Linked DNA regions of Sus scrofa: region 1 is linked to region 2. A link is a contact called in public HiChIP or PLAC-seq data. All regions are on one chromosome and are shown on one strand. Each heading gives the region's core, a stretch centred on a gene start, on an enhancer-like site or on the middle of the called end of the contact. The rest is flanking DNA. Distances are from core to core; before and after follow the strand shown.

Region 1 (4,104 bases), core at 1,042-3,541, 500 kb after region 2:
GATTGGTACATACTATTCCAATTGATGGAAGATTAAGATTTTTGTTGATGGCTATAGCTTCACTCTCTTTGAGTCCCTCTGGACATAGTGAGGCATTATGTGGGTGCAGTTGCTGCTGACATCCTGCCTGTACCGCTAGAGGAGTCAGTCCCAGAATGAAGCTGATGCTGAGGGTAGGTAGCAGAGTGGAGAGACGAAAAGAGAGACCTTTGTAACTCCGAACTGCAACCAACCCAGGGCCCTTGCCACTGCTGAATTTTCAGTCCCCTGAGTCAATAGATGCTCTTAATACTTAAACAAGTTATACTTGAGCTGCCTATGACTTGCAAATGAAAATGTATTAATAAAAGAAGCAGAAGACTGGGTCAAGGGAGGAAAAGTACAGTGAAGGATGCAAATAGTGCAGGATATGATAGAAGAATGGAAGGGCCTATCTCTTGGGTAGAAACCAAGGAAGACAGGGAGAAGAGGTATGCTGAGTTTGGCTGGATGTAAAGATTTTGCCAAAATTAGTCTCTTCTCTTGGACTGGGAATTGAGTGTAATTAGCATTGTGCTAGGTTTAAATGAGGTTTAAATTAACTCTAATGTGTAGAAGAAGCTCAAGGCTCAGCCAAGAACCCAAAGCTAGTAGCTGGCAGAGGTAAGTCAAGTTTGACTCTAGTGCTCAAGTCTTTTCCGCTATTTCCCCCATTGCTACTTGATGTCAAAGGGGTGGAAATAACCAGATCTACCCCCTCATCAGTCCTTCCCAACCTCAGTCCAGGACAGCAGGGAAGACTGGCTGGGTGGGTAGGATTGTTTTCCCCTGGATAATGGACGGTCTACCTACAGGATGGCAGCACTGTGTTTGGGGTACAAAGCACGGATAAGCCACCGGCTAGCCGCAGGGGCAAGACAGCTTACAAAACCAACATCAGCACAAAGCAAAGGGATAAGCCCAAGACACACCAAGGAGGAGAAGTGGCTCGAAGATTCCTGGTAAGATGAAAAGTATTGAATGTTCATTGTCAAGCACTGCATATTAGATTCTGTGCGTCAGCATTTTTTTTTCATTTCAGAAGCTTTTATTTTTCTTATTTTTTAAATAGTTCATGCTTACACATGGTACAAACGCAGTAAGGTACAAAAGGTATACCGTGAAAAATAAATCTTTCACCTCTATCCCCCAGCTACCCTCCCTGGAGGCATTCAGTGTTGACAGAATTGATCCCTGCCCTCCCCTCCCCCCTCTGGAGGTGCAGAAACTGCGTTTTCTTCATGCAACGAAAATACAGACCTTTCTAATGCGGCAAATTTGAAATGGATACATTAAAAAATATATCAGATTTACAAACGTTTTATATATATATATATATATATATAGTAACTGTATTGTCTATAATGACTTCTTGCTCAAAAGTTCCCATTGATGTAGGTGGAAAACACTCGATCTTGCCAATTAAAAACACCTCGGTCCTTAAACCAGTCTCCCTTGGGAAATCACTGGCTTTCGGGGTTTCTCTCTCATCCCAGGGTTCTCCTCTCCCCTTCCCTTTCCCCGAATGTTGCCCAGGTGGCAGGCACACTACAGGGGAGGTGCAGGGAAGGCCTGCCAACTGCCAGGCTTTCCTGGCCTCAAGGCTTTGGTGAGTAAATTGTTCTCTCTGGCCTTTGGGTTACCGTGATTCCAGCTACTCACTGGGATCTGAAGGTCGCACACCTTATACCTTCTTGGCCCAAGGCCAGGCCTCTTCCAGCCCATTCACCCCGCCAACCTCCATCATTCCCCGACAGGGTCTCCTGACAACCACGCACAGACCCGGGAACTGGGAGCACGGTCTCCAGGCCTCTGGTTGCCCAAACCTAACATTTCCACCTCTCTGCAGTTGGCCTGGTTCCAAAGGGGAACACAGGGTCCACACCTCTCCTGAACTTAGGGCTCCGCCACCCCTCCTCTGGGGCACCCTGTGCTTATACCCTCTGACTCTCACAGCTTCCTGGCTGCTGCTTAAACTTTTATCTTCCCTGACAGTCATGGGAAAATGGCTCTCACGTCACATCCTGTGTTCTTCCTGGCACTGTCTGTGACCTGCTTGGGGTGGGGGCAGTCCTCCAAGCTCCGCCTCATCCGTGTATAGTTACATATATTTTTCATTTAGCCAAGTCTGGCTTTTACGAATCAAAAGCACTTAATTTCAAACTATTGTCTTCCTATGAATTTTTTTAAATCCTGTTTTGAAACTCAAAGCTAAATGATGACCTATGCACTCTTGGCTGGGTTTTTTTCCTCCCCGTGACTCAAAGCATGACATTGACTCAATGGGTGGGTGAGCCATGGGGACAGGGCTGATTGGGAAGGCAAACATGCTGATTGAGTATCTCATAAATGTTATCTCCATTACATCAGCATAAGGTTTCCAGTGCTCAGAGGAAGCCAATGTCAGTGTGGTAAATGTTACCAAGTTTTCAGTTGTGATGTTGGGTACACCCACTTCATGTGAAAACTTCATGGTCCGCAAACTGAGTATAAGCAAAACCTAATTGTGTGAATTCTGCCATTATCCACCCAGTTAGGCAGTACAAGCGTGAGTCATTCTGGATTCCTCTCTTTTCTTCGCACCCCATATATCCATCTGCTATTCAGAACCATCAAAGGGAAGGGGAGACTTTTTCTGATAGTCACCAAAGCGGCGTATGGGCCAGCAGTAGAAGCCCATGTCTGTCATTGGACTTTCTGCCATTGTCTCCTCCCTGGTCTCCTTGCTTCTATGTTTGACTTCCTACAATCTCTTCTCCACAAAGCAGCCAGACTTATCTTTTAAAATATAATTTAGGAGTTCCCGTCGTGGCGCAGTGGTTAACAAATCCGACTAGGAACCCTGAGGTTGCGGGTTCGGTCCCTGCCTTTGCTCAGTGGGTTAACAATCCGGCGTTGCCATAAGCTGTGGTGTAGGTCGCAGACGCGGCTCGGATCCCGTGTTGCTGTGGCTCTGGCATAGGCCGGCGGCTACAGCTCCGATTAGACCCCTAGCCTGGGAACCTCCATTTGCCACAGGAGCAGCCCAAGAAATAGCAAAAAGACAAAAAATAAAAAAAATTAAAAAATAAAATAAAATATAATTTAGATCTTATCACTTCCCAGCTTCCTTGCCTTAAACCCTCCAATAGCTTCCTATCACTCTTTGAACTGACTCCATCTCCCTCTTCAGCCTTACCTCCTCATCTCCTTCCAAACCTTCCCCCTTACTCTGCTCCAGCCACACTGCCCACCTTTCTGCCCTCAAATACACCAGCCTCATTTTGACCCCAAGGCCTTTGCACTTACTCTTTCTTTATTAGCAAAACTCTTCCCTAGATTGTCATACTGCTGCCTCCTTCTCAGCCTTCAGGCCTCAACTCAGATGTCGTCAAGCAGCCACATCCCACCCCAGGTACCACTGACCAAATTACTCTATTTATCTTCGTAGCCCTTAGTTCCTGAAATTGTATTATTTATTTACATGTTTATTACCTATCTCCTCCTCACTTGGAATGTAACCACCTTGGACAAGAGTTTGATTTGCCTTCCTCAGAATGATATTTTTGCGTTAAACAGTGCCTGGCGCATAATAAACAGTATGTATGTGTGGACCAAAACCAACTTATTTCATCCAAAGGAGAAAAGGAGAAAGACAACATTTTTTAACCTGACAAGCACTCATAGATACCTTTTTATTAGATTCCCATTTAGAAGAAATCATTCATTTCTACTAGTTTCTATGTAAGGGAACCATAAGATTAATGTGGCTTTCTAAAGAGAAACTTGGCTGCAAGACAGAACTAGCATCTATATTTATGTCACAGAAAAGCTGCTTTTTCAGACAATCAAGTCAGATCAAAGTATAAATTGTTAGCCTTATTTGCCAGGTACAAAATTTGAATGATTGCATGTGTGCTGCTGTGTGCTTTACCTGCTGCAGATCATCGGCTATTTTAAGGTTCCCTGATTGCTAAAAGTTGTTTACTCGATTTCTTTCATTTTAAGTGTGGCTGGAGAGGCAGGGCTGCTCAGAGGCAAGATATAAAAAGAGAGGCAACTTTACTGATTTTTCAGGCACTCTATAAAACAATTACCAATAATCTT
Region 2 (3,630 bases), core at 699-3,198:
TGCAGCTGTCTTCTATCTTCTCTCCTGGAGACTGAGGCACAAAGGCAGTCACCCCAAGTCGGACTTGTGTGCCAGGCTCCGTGTCCACTGTCTGTCTGTCTGCCTGGAGGGACAGTATGGCCTTTCACAAAGCCTTGGAAGGAGGTTCTATGTTTTATTATGGTCGGCCTTATTCCTTTAGGATGAGACTCATAATTCTGAATGATAATGAGGCATAGGAGATGTTGAGCCCCTCGAAGACCAGGTTTTATTTCCCTGCAGGACTACCCACTTTGTGGCAGAGTGTCCAAGACAGCATGGATGCGGTATGAGTTAAAGGATCGAATGAGGCAATTCAGAAAAAGGCGGATCGCCTTTACAAGGAAACTAGATAACTACAAAGCGCTTTCTCTCTCTCTCTCTCTTTTTTTTTGCTTTCTAGGGCCACATCCTCGGCATATGGTAGTTCCCAGGCTAGGAGTCGAATCAGAGTTACAGCCGACAGCTTACGCCACAGCCACAACAACTCGGGATCCGTGCCTCATCTGCGACCTACACCACAGCTCACAGCAACACCGGATCCTTAACCCACTGAGCGAGGCCAGGGATCGAACCCGCAACCTCATGGATCCTAGTTGGATTTGTTAACCGCTGAGCCCCAAAGGGAACTCCCACAAATCACTTTCTTGTGTGTGACAATATCACAAGGAGTGAGTGTCCTTGAGGAGAGTGTTAACACGCGCGCCTGTGGGTAAGGGTTGTAGAGGAGCTGAGGGAGCAAGCACAGGCCTGGCCTAATTAGAACTGTCTCCCAGTCTGAATGACATACAGATCGCTTTGTTGACTAAATGGTTAGAAAGTGAGGTCTCTGAGGCAAAAGCCAGTGGACTTGTGATTGCTCTGTTTAGATAATAGAAGTTCAGAGAGGAACAGCCACTCTCCAGAAGGTACAGGCAGCTAGGGGTGTCCTCACTCAGGCCAGAGGACCCCAGGAGGCCACCAAGGCTGTGAGTGTCAGGTGAGGTGGGCAGGAGTTAAAATCCAGCCCATCCCTGAATTCTCAAAGTTGAGAAAAGAAAGTCGTTGGAGTTCCTGCTGTGGTGCCGTGGGATCAGCAGGGTCTCTTGCAGCATCAGGACACAGGTTCGATTCCCAGCCTGGCACATTGGGTTAAAGGATCCCCCCGCCCCTTGCCACAGCTGCAGTATTGGTCACAACTGCGGCTCAGATCTGATCTGTGGCCTGGGAACTCCATGTGCTGCTGGGTGTTCAAAAAGGTTTAAAGAAAAAAAAAAAAAAAGAGGTCTTTGTTTCTTTGAAATCCGTATGTATCTCTGGAATCACTGTAGGTATTTTGTTAGGAACTGTCTCGAGTACCCAAACAGCAATGCTTATAATCAGAGCAAATTTCTTTTAAATTAGTCCAGCTGCACTCAGACATGACTGTATGTAATGACATTGAGCCACAGGAAAACTTGGGCTGGAAATACACATTTCTCTCCTGGATTCTAGACTGAAAAGCAGTGGCAGCCCAATCACTGTGGCCATTTAACACAGCCCAAGTGCTTTGCCATGTCACCAAACAGCCAAAAGGCTCTATGCATTACAAGGAAGGAAAAGGCGTTTTGAAAGTACAGGCAGTTCTACCAAAATTGTACATGTTCCCCTTTCTCCAACTGGGTTCTTTTTATCATGCCGGGTGTGTTAAAGCTGTAGTCCATGATGCCTTTATGTGTATAGGTCATGGCATTGTAAGTATTTTCTTGGTCTTTAAAAATAAACCTGGGGTGGGAAGTTGAACCTGCATGGTAACCACAGGCAAGCAAATGCAAGCGCAGCAGCGGAGAAAGTCAAAATCACGGTTTCCATGGTAACGAGTAACTTGGCTGTGCAGTACACATTTCTCAAGAAATAACATTCAACAGACTACCGAGTGATAAAAATTGCTCCACCGGCACACAAAGGTAGATTTCCCAATGAATTCGTCTGTTGTAACCAGCCCTGGGCAGGGAACCCGAGTCCAAGTCCCGACCTCTGAATCAGCGTCTTGTTGATGGTGAAAATGAGTTTTTGTGGGATTGATTCCATCTCTTTCTTCTCTCCTTGGCAGATATATGTTGGGGAAAGGAGGAAAACGGAAGTTTGATGAGCATGAAGATGGGCTGGAAGGCAAAATCGTGTCCCCCTCCGACGGTCCGTCCAAGGTGTCTTACACCTTACAGCGCCAGACTATCTTCAACATTTCCCTTATGAAACTCTACAACCACAGGCCCCTCACAGAGCCCAGCTTGCAAAAGACTGTGCTCATCAACAACATGCTGCGGCGGATCCAGGAGGAGCTGAAGCAGGAAGGCAGCCTGAGGCCCGCGTTCCCCGCCTCCTCACCGCCTGACCCGAGGGGCGCCGGCTTGGGCGCTGGCTCCCGGGAGGCACCGCCTGCCTTCAGCGCCCCCGCGGCCCCGCCCGCGCCCCCCTGCGAGCTGGGCGGCCCCGCGCCCCTAGAGGCCTGCCTCACCCCTGCCTCGCTGCTTGAGGACTACGATGACACTTTTTGCACTTCCCCCGCCGCGCCGCCCGTGGCCCCCGCCCGACTCGCGCCTCCTGCCCTCCCGCCGGAAAAGGACAGCTTCTCCTCCGCCCTGGACGAGATCGAGGAGCTCTGTCCCACACCTACCTCCGCGGAGGCCGCGACGGACGGCTCGAAAGGGGGCTCCGGTGGGGCCGGCGCTCAGAGACCCGAGGGGGACTCCCGGCCCGACGACCCCAAACTGATGGACTCCCTGCCCGGCAACTTCGAGATCACCACGTCCACGGGGTTCCTGACGGACTTGACCCTGGACGACATCCTGTTTGCCGACATCGACACATCCATGTACGACTTTGACCCCTGCACGTCCGCATCGGGGACATCCTCGAAAATGGCCCCGGTGTCGGCGGACGACCTCCTCAAGACGCTGGCACCCTACAGCAGCCAGCCAGTCACCCCGAGCCAGCCTTTCAAGATGGACCTCACAGAGCTGGACCATATCATGGAGGTGCTGGTCGGGTCCTGAGCCCCGCGGCCGCGCCCCTGCACCCCGACAGCTCTCCGCACTGTGCATGCACCCTTGCTTGCCTTTTTCCAAGAAAAGAAACATTCTACAAAAGGATCACACTAGTTTTTGCTTTGAGCAGAGTTGGAGTGCCTTCATCCACGTATGACCACTTTTTAATATGCTCTTTTGAGTGGTTCCTCGGAGACCTACTACCCGGGAATAGGAAAGAATACATTTGAAGACAATGTCGCTATATTGAATGACAAAAATAAACAGTTCAAGTGAAGCACAAGGAATAAGTTGGAAAAGTTGTAAATTGCATGTGCATATTTGTCTATTTTTTCTATAAGTTTTATTGCAAGAGGTAAAAAAAGAAAATATATATATATTATTTAGATAATCTCAGTACCTTTTCTGGCATTTTCGCCCTGTATAGGTTGACTTGGCAATTCAGCCTTTTTAGAGGCATTAACTACTCCTCGTAAGTGTTGCATTTACATGGCTGTTTAGAAACTGCTGCCCAAATTTATTTTATATTTTTGTACAGATTCCGCAGTTTATGATATTGTTTTTCTAAAAACAAATGCTGTTTATACATATGAGATAGCTATTTTGA

What was found. HiChIP or PLAC-seq counts read pairs in DNA pulled down with a chosen protein or histone mark.
Region 1: a contact with region 2 is called in an H3K27ac HiChIP or PLAC-seq map of alveolar macrophages. The contact joins two enhancer-like sites. A contact is called at or near these places in 1 of 47 Hi-C or Micro-C datasets (embryonic fibroblasts) and 1 of 2 datasets of contacts at active chromatin or transcription factors (alveolar macrophages).

The regions. Positions count from the first base shown.
Region 1 is chr3:77,813,255-77,817,358 of Sscrofa11.1, forward strand. No RefSeq gene overlaps it. Among named protein-coding and RNA genes, the nearest start is that of VPS54, 41 kb to the right of the region's middle. Within about 2 kb of position 2,292, at least 27 of the 83 cell types and tissues checked have an H3K27ac peak or open chromatin away from gene starts, as enhancers often do. A contact at or near this core is called in alveolar macrophages, where this site is marked.
Region 2 is chr3:77,310,048-77,313,677 of Sscrofa11.1, forward strand. SERTAD2 (SERTA domain-containing protein 2) reads left to right here. Exons shown (of 2, transcript XM_005662514.3): 2 at 2,090-3,630. The coding sequence starts at 2,094. The coding sequence ends at 3,032. Among named protein-coding and RNA genes, the nearest start is that of AFTPH, 110 kb to the right of the region's middle. Within about 2 kb of position 1,949, at least 9 of the 83 cell types and tissues checked have an H3K27ac peak or open chromatin away from gene starts, as enhancers often do. A contact at or near this core is called in alveolar macrophages, where this site is marked.